Linked DNA regions of Mus musculus: region 2 is linked to region 1. Evidence: chromatin contacts called from public HiChIP or PLAC-seq data. All regions are on one chromosome and are shown on one strand. The core of a region is the stretch at or near the end of the contact, and the rest is flanking DNA. Distances in the headings are between cores, read along the strand shown. Region 1 has its middle 22 kb from the start of 1700126H18Rik. Region 2 holds the start of Chrna9 (cholinergic receptor, nicotinic, alpha polypeptide 9).

Evidence for each region. HiChIP or PLAC-seq counts read pairs in DNA pulled down with a chosen protein or histone mark.
Region 2: a contact with region 1 is called in an H3K27ac HiChIP or PLAC-seq map of embryonic stem cells, with 16 read pairs. The contact joins the promoter of Chrna9 here to the enhancer-like site in region 1. A contact is called at or near these places in 3 of 39 promoter capture datasets (embryonic stem cells, hematopoietic stem and progenitor cells and neutrophils), 6 of 484 Hi-C or Micro-C datasets (all in embryonic stem cells), 11 of 115 datasets of contacts at active chromatin or transcription factors (embryonic stem cells and epiblast stem cells) and 3 of 9 other capture datasets (adipose tissue, embryonic stem cells and liver).

Annotation. Positions count from the first base shown.
Region 1 is chr5:66,210,333-66,217,251 of GRCm38.p6, forward strand. No RefSeq gene overlaps it. Among named protein-coding and RNA genes, the nearest start is that of 1700126H18Rik, 22 kb to the left of the region's middle. Within about 2 kb of position 4,394, at least 32 of the 459 cell types and tissues checked have an H3K27ac peak or open chromatin away from gene starts, as enhancers often do. A contact at or near this core is called in embryonic stem cells, epiblast stem cells and liver, where this site is marked.
Region 2 is chr5:65,963,530-65,970,448 of GRCm38.p6, forward strand. Chrna9 (cholinergic receptor, nicotinic, alpha polypeptide 9) reads left to right here and starts at 3,595. Exons shown (of 5, transcript NM_001081104.1): 1 at 3,595-3,982; 2 at 4,253-4,398; 3 at 5,586-5,740. The coding sequence starts at 3,919.

The DNA.
Region 1 (6,919 bases), core at 3,144-5,643:
CCCTAAGTTTACCTTAAAGACTGTTCATGGTGTTAACAATTGTATTTCTTTTGTAAACTTATAAGCTAGATAAGTTTGTTTGATAGATCTTGAGCAAATATATAAAAACACGTTAATTTGTCTAACTCAGATATGCTTAATAGATACTACCTCTCAATCTTGTCAGAGATCCGCTAAATATAACGTTAAATATTTAAGCTTACTATGACAGAGATGCCCAAATCCTGACAGTGACCCCCGAAAGGTCTCCAAGGAGATATGGGCACAGGGACAAAGGACTCTACCTAGATTGTGGTATGATAACCACCGAGGAAGACTGCTCCATTGCCTTGTCTGCTGCCAGGGCCCAGCCTAGACTGTGGCCAGAGACACCCGGAGAATTAAATGTCTCTTATTACCTATGACAAGGTGAGTCATTTTTCCCATGTTCCTCATCCACAGGGAAAAAAAAAGTCTCTCATCTTCTGGGCCTGATGGCCAGGCTGTCTCTGCCTGAGTTGTGTTCCATAGAGAACTGTTTAGATAGAGGACGTTAGACCAACCTCTGTCATTTTAATTAATATAGGACATCTAGATTACAACTTACTCTTCCCAGATTTTTGGTTACATTGACAGCTATGCTAACTACTGCTTGACAGCTAGAAAACAGACAACTAGTTCCTTACCCCAAGGTAATCCACCACCATAGTAGCTCACTAGTCAATTCCTTAACTAGTTAACACTATCAGATCTCTTATCAAATAGATAGGTTTGCCTTGCTCACAGGCTTCATAATAATAAAAAAAAAATGCAGCCGGGCGTGGTGGCACACACCTTTGATCCCAGCACTCGGGAGGCAGAGGCAGGCGGAATTCTTAGTTCGAGGCCAGCCTGGTCTACAGAGTGAGTTCCAGGACAGCCAGGGCTACAGAAAAACCCTGTCTCGAAAAACCAAAAAAAAAAAAAAAAAAAAAAGCACAAGTTCAGATGCAACCCTTCACAGAGGTAATATTCCACTACTTCCTAAAAGAAGACTCAGTTTGCAGTGGCTGCTTCCCAGTGATTTGCCCTGTGTCTCATGGTAAATATTTAAATAAAAGGCTTAAGTTATAAAGATCTAAATGAAAGATCTAAAAAGGTACTTTAAGGTCGTAATTACAAGATATAAAGGTTAGGGACCTCTGTATAGTCCTGGCTGTCCTGGAACTTACTCTGTAGACCAGGCTGGCCTCGAACTCAGAAATCCGCCTGCCTCTGCCTCCCAAGTGCTGGGATTAAAGGCGTGGCCACCAGGCTCCTTGAGACCATATAAACTTAACCTGTGGTAAAAATTAATTTAAGATACAAGATGTTTCATATGTCTTCCCCTTGTTTATGCCACTGTTATATTGAGACTTCAAAGGTTCAGAATCGTAACATTTATCAATGGAGCTCTGATAAATTAGCCTAACTTGAATAAAACATTCCACAATACAATCCACTTTTATAATTACAAGTTAAAATTTTAAGTTTCCTTTGGTTGTCTTTTAACTATAGGCTTAAGGTGTTTCCCATGCTAAATTTATATAATCAACTATCATAGCCACAAAGTCAAAATATTAAGTCTCCTTTGATTGTCTTTTAAATGTAAACTTAAAATGCTTCTCATTTTGCTAAATTAATATACATTCAGTCTTCTAGACAGAGGGAAAAGGCCCTTTTGTCCCCCTTCTGTTTCACCAAAGGTTTTTGTCTTCCCTAAGCTTATCTTAAAGACTGCTCATGCTGTTAACAGATTCATTTCTTTTGTAAACTTCTAAGCTCCAGGAAACCCACTCAGATCTGCCTCTCATGGAGCAAAGAGGCTCCGTCCAGAGAAGCGCACCTGCCAATCTGTTGCCTAAGCTCCCACCTGCTGCCTATTCCAGAGGGTGGGGTTGCTCCCCTGTTCCCTGGTTTGGGACTCCCCTACCCTCAACCACCAAGACCTAAGAGTTTCAAATGTGCACCCAAGAAAAGTTTTTCTCCCAAACCTACTTACCTTTCTTTTCTGCCTCGAATATGCATATGTATTTCAGCATTTTGCCACATCCAGGTGTTTACTCAAAATCTACATCCAGGACAGCTCCAGAGAAAAACCCCACAGAAGCTCCGGTCTCCTCTTACAGAGGCTTCTACTGGGCCTTCACCTCCTACCTGCAGGTGGTCCTACAGACCCTGGACAGCAAGGAGACAGTCAACTCTCCTAAGCCTAGACCAACATCCTCATCCCCATTTTCATGTTTCCCAAAGACACATTACCCCAAAGTCAGCAGGAAACAACTGAAGGTCACGACAATCCTATTCCTGTTTCACCATCACCCTCTTTCTAGTTTCTCCTTTTTTAATTAAACCAAAATGGAGGAATGTTAGCATTTCTTCTAGGCTCTGCCTAACAGTTACCTAGCAATAGTCAGGCATGACCCTGACTTGCTATAAAAGGACTTTTTGGCTTCTCTGGCCTCTCTCCCCCTGCCCCCTGCCCCCGCCCCCCACTGACCCCCCCCCCAACACACACCAATTAGTGTCACTTCCTATCCAGAGGTGTTAGGCCTTTCGAAATTTAGAAAACTTGGACTATCCAGAGAATAAATGTTGGAGGAAGAAGAAGAGGAGGAAGAGAAGGAGTGGGAGGAGGAGGAGGAAGAGGAGGAATAGCTTAGAGATAAAGATTTGAAGTCATTTTGTACCTGAGGGAACCAGAATTCCTCTAGGCAAATTCCATGCTGAGTGAAAATGGGCAGTCTGCAGAACACCAGAGCACTGACCTCCCAGGAGAAAGACAATCTACGCATGCCTGTGTCCTGGCTTCTGTGGGCCTTTACACTCTCACACTGCTATGAGCATGGTGAAGAGAGGGCTTTCTCTTTACTCATGAATGAGCAAAACCATGAATAATTTCATTTCCCATCTCTCTCTACTCTGTTGATGAGAGTCAGGCCTTATGACAGAGTTCTTTTTGTTTTGTTTTTGAGAAACAGTTTCTCTGTGTAGCTCTGGCTGCCCTGGAATTCACTCTGTAGACCAGGCTGGCCTCAAACTCAGAAATCCACCTGCCTCTGCCTCCCAAGTACTGGGATTAAAAGTGTGTGCCACCACTGCCCGGCTTTTTTTTTTTTTTTTTGGTTTTTTGAGACAGGGTTTCTCTGTATCACCCTGGCTGTCCTGGAACTCACTTTGTAGACCAGGCTGGCCTCAAACTCAGAAATCCGCCTGCCTCTGCCTCCCACGTGCTAGGATTAAAGGCGTGCCAGGCTGAGTTCATATGACATACAAAATGAGTATAGGATAAAAGGCAAAGTCATGAGACACCAAGAGTGCAGGAGGTGGAAAAGGAGCCAAGTATCCCAGAAGCCCACCCACTCCACTTTTTTTTAAAAAAGCTTTTATTGGGAAAGGGGGAGAGGGAGGGGTAGGAGGGAGAAAGACAAGATAGACAAACAGGCAGACAGACGGAGGGGGATAGCAAGAGAGACGGGAAGAGGGAGGGGGAGGGGAGAAGAGGAGAGAAAACATACACACAGGTATTCAATCAGAGAACACTCATTGGAGTAAGTTCTCTGTGTCACCATATGCATTTGAGAGATGAATCTCAGACCATTAGACATGGTGGCAAATGTCTTTAGCTGTTAAATTGTCTTGCTAGTCCTCCAGGAGCCTCTTTAAAAATGCTCTGAGAGTTGTGTGTTCTTCTCTGTTAAGAGGTTTCAGTCAATCCTATAGCAATAGTGTGATCAATTCCAAGCCTATTTTATAGATGAAGAAACTGAGAGTTAAGTGGCTCCATCAAGGTCTTGTGTGCGGTAAGAGGCAGAGTCAGGACGTGAAGCCAGGCATTCTAGCTCAAATAAAATACTCCATATATCTTCCCTCCAAACTACCAGGCCAGTACTGCAAACTGTACTTGATGTGTTTATGAAAAGACGGGGGGGGGGGGATAGTTATATTCTACGGAGGTGTCGTCAGGTGCAGGAAAAGGGGGTGCCTTAGCAGCCCATGAGGAGGCATGGCTTCCCCCTGAGGGACCAGCCACACCACGGGATAGAATACAGTTTAATCAGGGCATGGGGAGGGGGAGTTAAAAGGACAGTAGAGGCAGAGAAAGGCAGAGAGAGTAGAGAAGTAGAGAAGAAGCCGGCAGGCCATTAGCAAGTGGAGAAAAAGGGTTAGGGAATGGGGAGAGAAGGAATGGATGAGCAAGAGAAAGCAATAGAGTGAGGTGGGTGGGGCAAGCAGCCCCTTTTATAGTGAGTCAGGCACTTCCGGCTGTTGCCAGGTAACTGTGGGGCGGAGCTTAGACAATGCTAACAGAACTAGCTGAGCTGAGCCAGGTAGTCCTAGAACTAAGAATTAGATCCCCTGGTGAGCTCACAAAGAACTCTGTAGTAAACAACAGGTGTCAGTGACCTGTTCAACAAGACTGGTTTTGACCTCAGCCATTGTTTCGATCCAGTGGAGGAGAGCCATACAACTGGCACAGTGAGCTCCTGGTCCTTAGACGCCCATTTTAGGTTTAAGGTCAAAGAAAGGGAAGACATCCAAGGACTAGGAGAAGCCCCAGCTATCCGCGGATCTGGAGGAAAGGGGAGGGGAGATGCCTGTCTTTAACCTTGGAGTCCTGCAAATTTACATGGATTAAAACCTATCAACTCCATTACCCCTGTACAGATTAGCCTCTTAGGGCCCTTAAACACTCAGTGCAGGTCTTCATATTATGCAGACCTGTCTCCGGTGGGCAGAACAAAAGGACGGACGTTTAAATATCAGCATTTAAATCTAAGCGAGAACTCTGAAGAGGCGGGGAGGTCCTGGGTAGTTCCCAGCCTCTTATTTACCTCTTAAATATTCCTTTCTTACCACATTTATTTTTAAGCTTATTAACATCAACTGACAACGATAATCATAGCAAATGCTTATATAGTTCATACTTTGTACACCGGTTTTGTAAGGGGGCGGGGTTGTTTTGTTTAGTGATGAGGTCAGGGCAGGAACTCCAGGCAGGAAATGATGCAGAGGCCTCGGAGGAGGGGGCTGTTCATTGGCTTGTTCTTGTTTTGTTTTTGAGGGAAGGTCTTAGTAGGTCCCCCATTGCTGGCCTGACATTCACTATTTTGCCTAGGCTTGCCTCGGACTTGGGGCGATCCTTCTGCCTGGCTACCCAGAGTCCTGGAATTACAGATTTGTACTGCCTTGCCTTGCTCAAGCATTGTTTGCAGGTCTTGTTGTTGTTTGTTTTGTCTTTAATCCATACCCACTCTTTGAGTCTTCACAGCGGCATGACGACATAAATACTATTACCAGATTCATTTCATAGACAAGTATTACATCTCAAAGAAACCTGGGACAAGTCACACTCAGTATCAGCGGCTCCTCCCATCATTTCACGCCCCGCCCTAAACCCCTCCCCCAGAGGCGGGGCTTCTCTTCCCCAAACCCAAACCCTACAAAACAGCCTGTATCTTGGCTCTGCTGCTTCTCCTGATCTGTGTGGCACCTCTCTTGCTCTCCCTCCCCCACTTTCCTGCTCATGTACACCCTGGACTCTTCCCTCTGCCTGCTTTCTCCTTTATAGCTACATTAAAAGTCTTCTCCATACTTTAGAAGTAGTCAGGTCATTTCTTTTCTTCCTTCTTTTAAATGTTTATTCATCAACGAAGCAGAAACACAGAAAGGACAAGTAACTTGATTCAGGTCTTGTGACAAATGGCAACGCTAAGGTTCGAAGTCCCAGAGTCCACCCTCATGTCATGACCCTGCTAGTCTTAGATAAATAGCCCCATTAGAGGCGCTTCAAGGTAAAGAGACAGGATAACAAACTGATACAGAGACTGTGTGTGGAGATTGTCATATAATGGCTTTAAAGGAACCACTGGCTTCTAAAGTCTTATCTCATTTGCTCTGGGGTAGAATATGTGACAGCACAATGGCTTCATTTAACCAAGAAGATGCAGATGCAGGGTAATTAATTTTATGGGACTTAAAGCCAAGCCTTAAGGAGTTTAGAGCATCCCATTTTCTTAGATCCTAATTGCCTTGTAAAGAACCTAAAGCCCAAGTGAGAAGGTAGCTCAGAAGGAGGGACCTTGCCTGCCATGGACCAAGGTGGATGGCTCCCAGCATTGCATAGAAAAAAGAAGGCACACACACACAAAGTCTAGATCATCTAGCCACAGACAGGACACATGTAAAGAGAGTCCAAGTCTGAGAAGCCAGAGAGTGAACAGGGGTCTTCTGCTAAAAGTGCCCACCAACAGGGATACTCCTTGTTAAACTGTCCCAGGAGATAACATGTAGAGCAGAGATGAGCTGAGCCTGCTAAGCTCTGCCCCCAATTTGATTCCAAAATGTTGCATTTAATTTACAATTTTAACCATTGCTAACCATGCACCCTACCACTGAGCACGTCCCAGGCCAGCTTTAGTCACCTTTAAGAGTACAACTGAGTGGTAATAAGTGCATTCATATTACTGTGTAACCAACACCAGCATCCATCTCAAAGGTCTCCATCATCCCGTTCTAAAACAACAGCACCCCATTCCCCGTCACCTCAGCCTGCCTGCCATTGCCCTATTTATGACCCTGTGAACTTGCCAGTCATTTTGAAGGTGGTTTGCTAGGCAACAACACATAACTTTATTACTAATACATTTAACAATCACACTTTCAGAATACATTAATGTGCTTGCCAGTTTGACGAGTGTCAGTGTCACAGAAGAATCTGGAGCTAGGCCAGAGCTTCAGTTCACTTTGTCATTTGCATATTAAATTCTAGGCTACAGTGTTAATGAGTACACTTATGCCTAACATTTACTTTAAAATTGAGAGGGCAGCTTCTCACTTAAAAGTCATTTTTATCTTTCACAGTTGCTTTGCATTTCAATATCATTATTAAGTTATTTTAAACCACAGTGAATCTGGGACT
Region 2 (6,919 bases), core at 2,345-4,844, 250 kb before region 1:
CAGGAAGGGTTTGCTCATCTCTATGATAGGTTTAGACTGGGTAATGCACAGCGTACAAATGGACCACACTACTCCATGCTGGCTCTCATTTGTAATACTTTGTCTGCACAGGAGCTCAAGGTTGATCTGAAGCTACATAACACCCTGTCTCAACATCTCTTATTCACCCACAAATATTACTACACAAGTAAATAAATAACTCTACTGATAGCTAACAGTAAGAGTAACATTGTGATGACAACCAGGGCCTGGAGCGATGGCTCATCAGCTAGGAGCACTTGCTGCTCGTCCAGGAAACCAGTTCGATTCCCATCACTCGAGGCACCTGGAATGCCTTCTTCTGGCCTCCAGGGGAACTCATATGCACACTCACATGCCCACATGCACACTCACATACATGCACACACATGTACACTCACATACATGCATACTCATATACATGCACACTCATATACATGCACACATATATCCACATTACAAATACTCTTTTAAAAGGACAACAAGAATATAGCAGGAGTGAAATTCTACCACCCAAAGTATGAGCTGATTGTCAGATAAAGCAACTGTTTTCTAGCCAGGTCTGTTGAGACACTTAGGGTGGGAGACAGAGACAGAGATCCAGAGAGGGAATGAGAGAAGAGGTCTTACTGGAAGGGAGAGAAAGAGAAATAAATAAATAAATAAATAAATAAATAAATAATACATATTTTAGCTCTAGCTTATACATATAAATATATTATTATATATTTTTATATTAGAATGCACTTTCCCCAGTAATTTTTTACTTATTTAACAGTTTTATAATCAAGTAGTGTTTTTAGAACACTATGAAGTAACTCACTTATTCCTCAAAAAAACCTCTAAGAGGTAGCCAATGTTAAAATCACCCCCATTTTATAAATGAAGAAATGGAGGCATGAAGAGACCAAGCACTCTGCTCTAAGTTTCTCAGCTAGCTAGTCCGGCAAGATGGCACATGCCTACAATCCCAGAATCGGGGAGGTAGAAGCAGGAGGAGCAGAACTTCCAGTTTCGGCTATAGACCAGGTCCAAGTCCACATTTAAAAAACAACAAAACCCAAAACAGAACAAAACCAATCCTTTCTAAGGCTCAAGGCTATCTTATCTGTCTGCTTTTCAAACCTATTGAATCTTTTTTTTTAAGATTATACATACATATACATACACACACACATATATACATATGTGTGTGTGTGTGTGTGTGTGTGTGTGTGTGTGTGTGTGTGTGTGTGTGTGTTCTGTAGCTGTCTCTGGAAGAGCAGTCAGTGCTCTTAACCACTGAGCCATCTCTCCAGCCCTGCCTTATTGAATCTTACACAGTAAATTCAACTAATTTCTTCTGCCACTGAATGTCCTGGAAACAAGAGTTCCAGGTCTCTGATTAGAATGACTTGGGATTGATGGAGGGATGGAGTTTATATTTGGTGGTCGTTCCCTCCCCCCACCCCGTGTGATTTATGTGTGTCTGCATATTGTGTGTGCATGTATATGTACATGTGCATGCATTTACATTCGAGTGCTGATACATGTGTGTCCTGCACGCTTTTGGAAGTCAGGGGACAACTGTGAGTGCTGCTCCTGTACTTAGAGCCGAATCTCTTTGCTCTTCAGTGCAGGCCCCTGGGCTCCAGGGAGTCCTCCATCTCCACCTCTCAGGAGTACAGAACTACAGATGCACTACCTGTGGGTTCTGGAGATCTGAAGCTTGGGGCATATGCACTGCCTGCTGGACCATTTCCCCAGCCCTCCCCTAGTGATTTTTGGAAGGAATTTGTACTTTATCTTAGTGAAAGACCAGAAACAATATCAGAATTTAAAAGTTTAGTTTGTATTCGTTAGCATCTTGGCCTCAAGACACAATCTCCACCACCACCACCCCCAAAAAAAAAAAAACCATTGGCTTAATTAGCATTTTGTTACCATTAGGACCTGACCATCAGCTTGCACCATCATTATTTCCTTTTTCATTCTAAGGGACCCACAGAATGAACTGAGTTGACCACAAGTGACCAAAAGCAGCCACGAGGGCAGCTAGTACCAAGTGTTCTCTGAGCTCCACTTATCAGAGCCTGCTCCGACTCCTGTGGGAGATAAAAGAAGCAGAAGGCAAGGCAGAAAGAGTCTTAGCCTGAAAACAATGTATCACTTCTGCGCATCCAAAGCAGAACTGTTGAAAACCTAGCCAGGCATGTTCCTGTTGCCAGTATAACAGTTTAGGGTAGGTGGCCTGAATCCCATCACTGGCCACCAGATGCTGGAAACAGGCCAGTGTGCACCTCGGGACTTTGGTTTCCCCACTGGAAAACAAGCTATTAAACACAACCCCAAAAGCATATGCAGTCTTGGAGATCGGAAAGCAGTTGTTTGTGGAAGGACGCATGATCCTAGGGCCCAGGGCTTGTGTCACCTGATGACTGAGACTGGAGAGTGAGGGAAATAATGTCGTCTTAAAGAGCAGATGTGGGTGGATAATTAGAAACCCACGTAGCTGACGGCTAGGGTGTCTGTTCCATGTGGAGGATATATTCCTGAAGAGAAACAGGGTGACTCACAGCTGCCTGTAACCTGATCAAATCAAGCTATCCAATTTCCTTGCTCTGATCCTAGGCAGCCAAATTATCTTAATTCTGTTTCCAAGGCAGCTTCCCCAGGCAAGTTCCCATACTACAATTGGATGCAATTGGAAGTTGACGTGTGTGTGTGTGTGTGTGTGTGTGTGTGTGTGTGTGTGTGTGTACAAAATTAGTTATGTGAAAAGTGGATGAAATTATATAAAATAACATTTCAATGAAAAGGAGATGTGGGCTGGAGAGATGGCTCAGTGGTTAAGAGCACCGACTGCTCTTCCAAAGGTCCTGAGTTCAAATCCCAGCAACCACATGGTGGCTCACAACCATCCATAATGAGATCTGACGCCCTCTTCTGGTGAAGACAGCTACAGTGTACTTAGATCTAATAATAAATAAATCTTAAAAAAGAAAGAAAGAAAGAAAGAAAGAAAGAAAGAAAGAAAGAAAGAAAAGGAGATGCATTGTGGTGAACAATAACACAGCAAAACGTTGGTCGGAAGGTCAGTTTCATAGGATCTAGGTTAGCCTTTGAACCATGTTTTGTTAGAGCTGGAAAAGCCTGGTTGACTTGGTAAATGGACACATTCCGAGTCTGCAAAGCTGAGCAGAGGTGTAAATCAGTCACTAGTACATCCTCCATGCTGTTCCGTTTGCATAGGTGTGGGCCGGTAGCTTTTAAATCAGTCACTAGTACATCCGCCATGCTGTGCCGTTTGCATAGGTGTGGGTCGGTAGCTTTTAAATCAGTCACTAGTACATCCGCCATGCTGTGCCGTTTGCATAGGTGTGGGTCGGTAGCTTTTAAATCAAACAGAATTGTTATTTTCCCTAGTCAGTCTTGTCATTCAGGGATGCTCAGAATGGCCAAGAAGCTCAAACTTCTCCTCCCATCCAGCACCTCTATCCCCACCTGCTTACTCCGCAGCATCCATGCCAGTGGGACAATGGAAAGGTGTTCAGAAACAGGGAGCGAAGAGGCTCAACCATCTACAGCTGTTTCCCCTCCGCCTCCAAATGCTGCTAGAAAGGCAGGGGTGGTCCCTGGGTGTCAGCTGCGTCTCCAGTCATTCGGCTTCCCTTGGATTCGGCACCCTCTGCCTTCAAGCCAAATCAACTGCATGCGCTATGATACCTCCCCAAGTGCAGTCCTGCTTACCGGCCTCCCCGGAGCTCTTGGCATTAAGGTCACTGGAGCCACAGTCTCAGCTTACCAGAGGGGAGGGCGGGCAGTCTCCATCTGTTTTGTGACTGTGGCAGTGAGGGTGCTTTGTAGACAGAAGTGGGAGTCCTCGCTGTCTGGCTGGGACGTTCTACATGTTGGGAAAGGATGAACCGGCCCCATCCCTGCATCTCCTTTTGCTGGATGTATTTTGCTGCTTCTGGAATCAAAGGTGAGAGGCTAGCGCAGTGCTCCATATGGGCTCCTCTGGAGCCTTTTGGTGAGAGATGGGGTAGGGCTAGAAAGACAAGAGCACATGGGCGTGCTCAGCCTCTTTCTGACTCTTGATCATCAGGGTGGGTAAGACCAGCCAAAAAAGAAAGAAAGAAAGAGCTCATCCACTCATTCCAAAGCTACCCTAGCTGTGTGGCTCCATCCCTCATTTTGACCCCAGAGCTGGTCTTATTTTGAAACGCTGATCCAGGTGCTTCTCTTTGAACAGCCGTAGAGACAGCAAATGGAAAGTATGCCCAGAAATTGTTTAGCGATCTTTTTGAAGACTACTCCAATGCTCTGCGTCCAGTAGAAGATACGGACGCGGTGCTGAACGTCACTCTGCAGGTCACGCTCTCCCAGATAAAGGACATGGTGAGTCTTTTTAAAAAGATTTTTATTTATTTATTATGTATACAGTGACCTTTGATGGTGAGGGCGACAGTGAAAAACAGGCGTTTTCTTCTCAATGGGTGTGACAGAAATGTCCTTGAGTTAGGTAATTGAGATGATTATGCAGTGTGGTAGGTGACTGGAAGCCCCTGACAGTTATAGTGTGGCTAAGATGATGGGTTTTAGTATTTTAATTTAATTTAATTATTATATGTACATGCCTGTGTGTTTGAGCATGTTAGTGCAGTGACTGCAGAAGCCGGAAGAGGGCGTCAGGGACCCTGAGCTAGAATTACAGGCAGCTCCCCACTGCCTGACAGGTGCTGGGAGCTTATCTCAAGATACTTGGCACACACCTTTAATCCCAACACTTGGGAGGCAGAGGCAGACAGATTTCTGAGTTCAAGGCCAGCCTGGTCTACAAAATGAGTTCCAGGACAGCCAGGACTATACAGAGAAACCCTGTCTCGAAAAACCAAAAAAAAAAAAAAATGGAAAGAACAGTACAAACTTTCCAGTCCCCTAAAATAGTACTTTAAGGTTATGTGGATTTTACTACAATTTTTTAAAAAGATTTTTATTTATTTATTATGTATACAGTGTTCTGCCTGCATATATGCCTGCAGGCAGAAGAGGACACCAGATCCTGTTACAGATGGTTGTGAGCCACCATGTGGTTGCTGGGAATTGAACTCAGGACCTCTGGAAGAGCAGTTGGTGCTCTTAACCTCTGAGCTCTATCTCCAGCCCTTAATCACAATTTTAAAAGAGGAAGGTGGTGTTTTAAAATGACATGGCTGATTTCCTCCATATACATATTTAATTACACAAGCTATCAGATTTAAATGATGTTTTCTTTTGTACCTGGTAGACATTTCACGTCTCCTGGCTCCAGTGTATCATTAGTTGGTCCGCTTTCAGAGAAAACTTAGCAATTAACCTAAGGAAAGATATAAAGATGCAAGTACTGGTCTCCTTTACATTTTGTACACTACATCAGGAAGGCATTGAATGCGGCCTTGATAATCAATCAATCAGGTAGAATTTTAAAAGGTCTCCTTTATGGGTTGAAAATAAGTGGGCACCCTGGAGATTCCTGCTATCAAGAACAAGTATCCCAAAGCTGGAAGTGTGTACAGAATAAGGTGACATCTGGATTCATTGCTTAGGACGAGAGAAATCAGATTCTGACAGCCTACCTGTGGATCCGCCAAACTTGGCACGATGCGTACCTCACGTGGGATCGAGACCAGTATGACGGGCTGGACTCCATCAGGATTCCCAGCGATCTGGTGTGGAGGCCGGACATTGTCCTCTACAACAAGTAAGCGCTGCCCACACTAGAGGGGTCTGGGAAACAAACCTGCTGATTTAATACAAACTTGAACATCATTTAAAACACATGTGGAGTGTGAGCCTGTGTCCTTATTCAAATCGCAGATGGTCAGAGTATCAGATCATAAAAGCCTAGTGTTTGCCGTCCTCTGTGTCCCTGCAGTGGTAGAAGCATCATTTTGACCGTTGTCCTCTCCGTGCCCAAATCCCGTCTTTTACAACTCCCGATACAGGCTGAGCTGGCCACCCTGTGCCAGCGTGAGCTACATCTTCACTCACTGTATCTATAATAACCTTTCTCCTCCTGCCTCTCTCTTCCTCTTCCTCTTCCGTGGTGGTTTTATTTGTTGCTGTTGCTTTGTTTTGATCTTTCTGTTAAGATCAAGCTCCCGTGAATCTGACAATCTTCCTGCTTTGGCCCCCCAAGATCTCTACCACTCGAACTTAGCCCTGTTCCTCAGTAAACTGGAAGGCTAGGACTTCTATGTGAGAATTTCCTGGAGATACGATTTAATCTGCTCACAATCCAGACATTATGTAACAGAAATGCTACAATGGCTAGATAGGAAGAGCCGCCTGGAATCTGTCCTGTGGGTTTCAGACCGTAGAGTGGAGGGGAAATTTATCTTGCGGCTGTTTGGGCTCTGCTCAGAGCAAAGCACATGGGTTCATATTTCTGAGACTGTAAAGCATACGTGAACCACCTAGAGATCTTGAAAAAACTCAGATTTGGATTCAGTAGTCATAGGGTGGTCCTGCAGTTCTGAGTTCCCACGAGCTCCAGAGAGCAGTGGTTGTCCCTGGCTACTGGCTATCCTCCAGACAGAGCCAGACCTAACTCAAGCTCAATGTCGCCACCTTCTTCCCATCACCATGGGAGCTCCTCTATCTTTATAAAGATTTATTTATTGTTTATTTTATGTATATGAGTACACTGTAGCTGCACAGATGGTTGTGAGCCTTTATGTGGTTGTTGGGGATTGAATTTAGGACCTCTGCTCGCTCCTGTCAGCCCTGCTTGTTCTGGTCAACCTCACTCACTCAGGCCCTGCCCGCTCTGGCACAAAGATTTATTATTATATATGTTTATTATTATATATGTCTCAAGATTTATTTATTATTATTATTATAAATAAGTACACTGTAGCTGTCCTCAGACACACCAGAA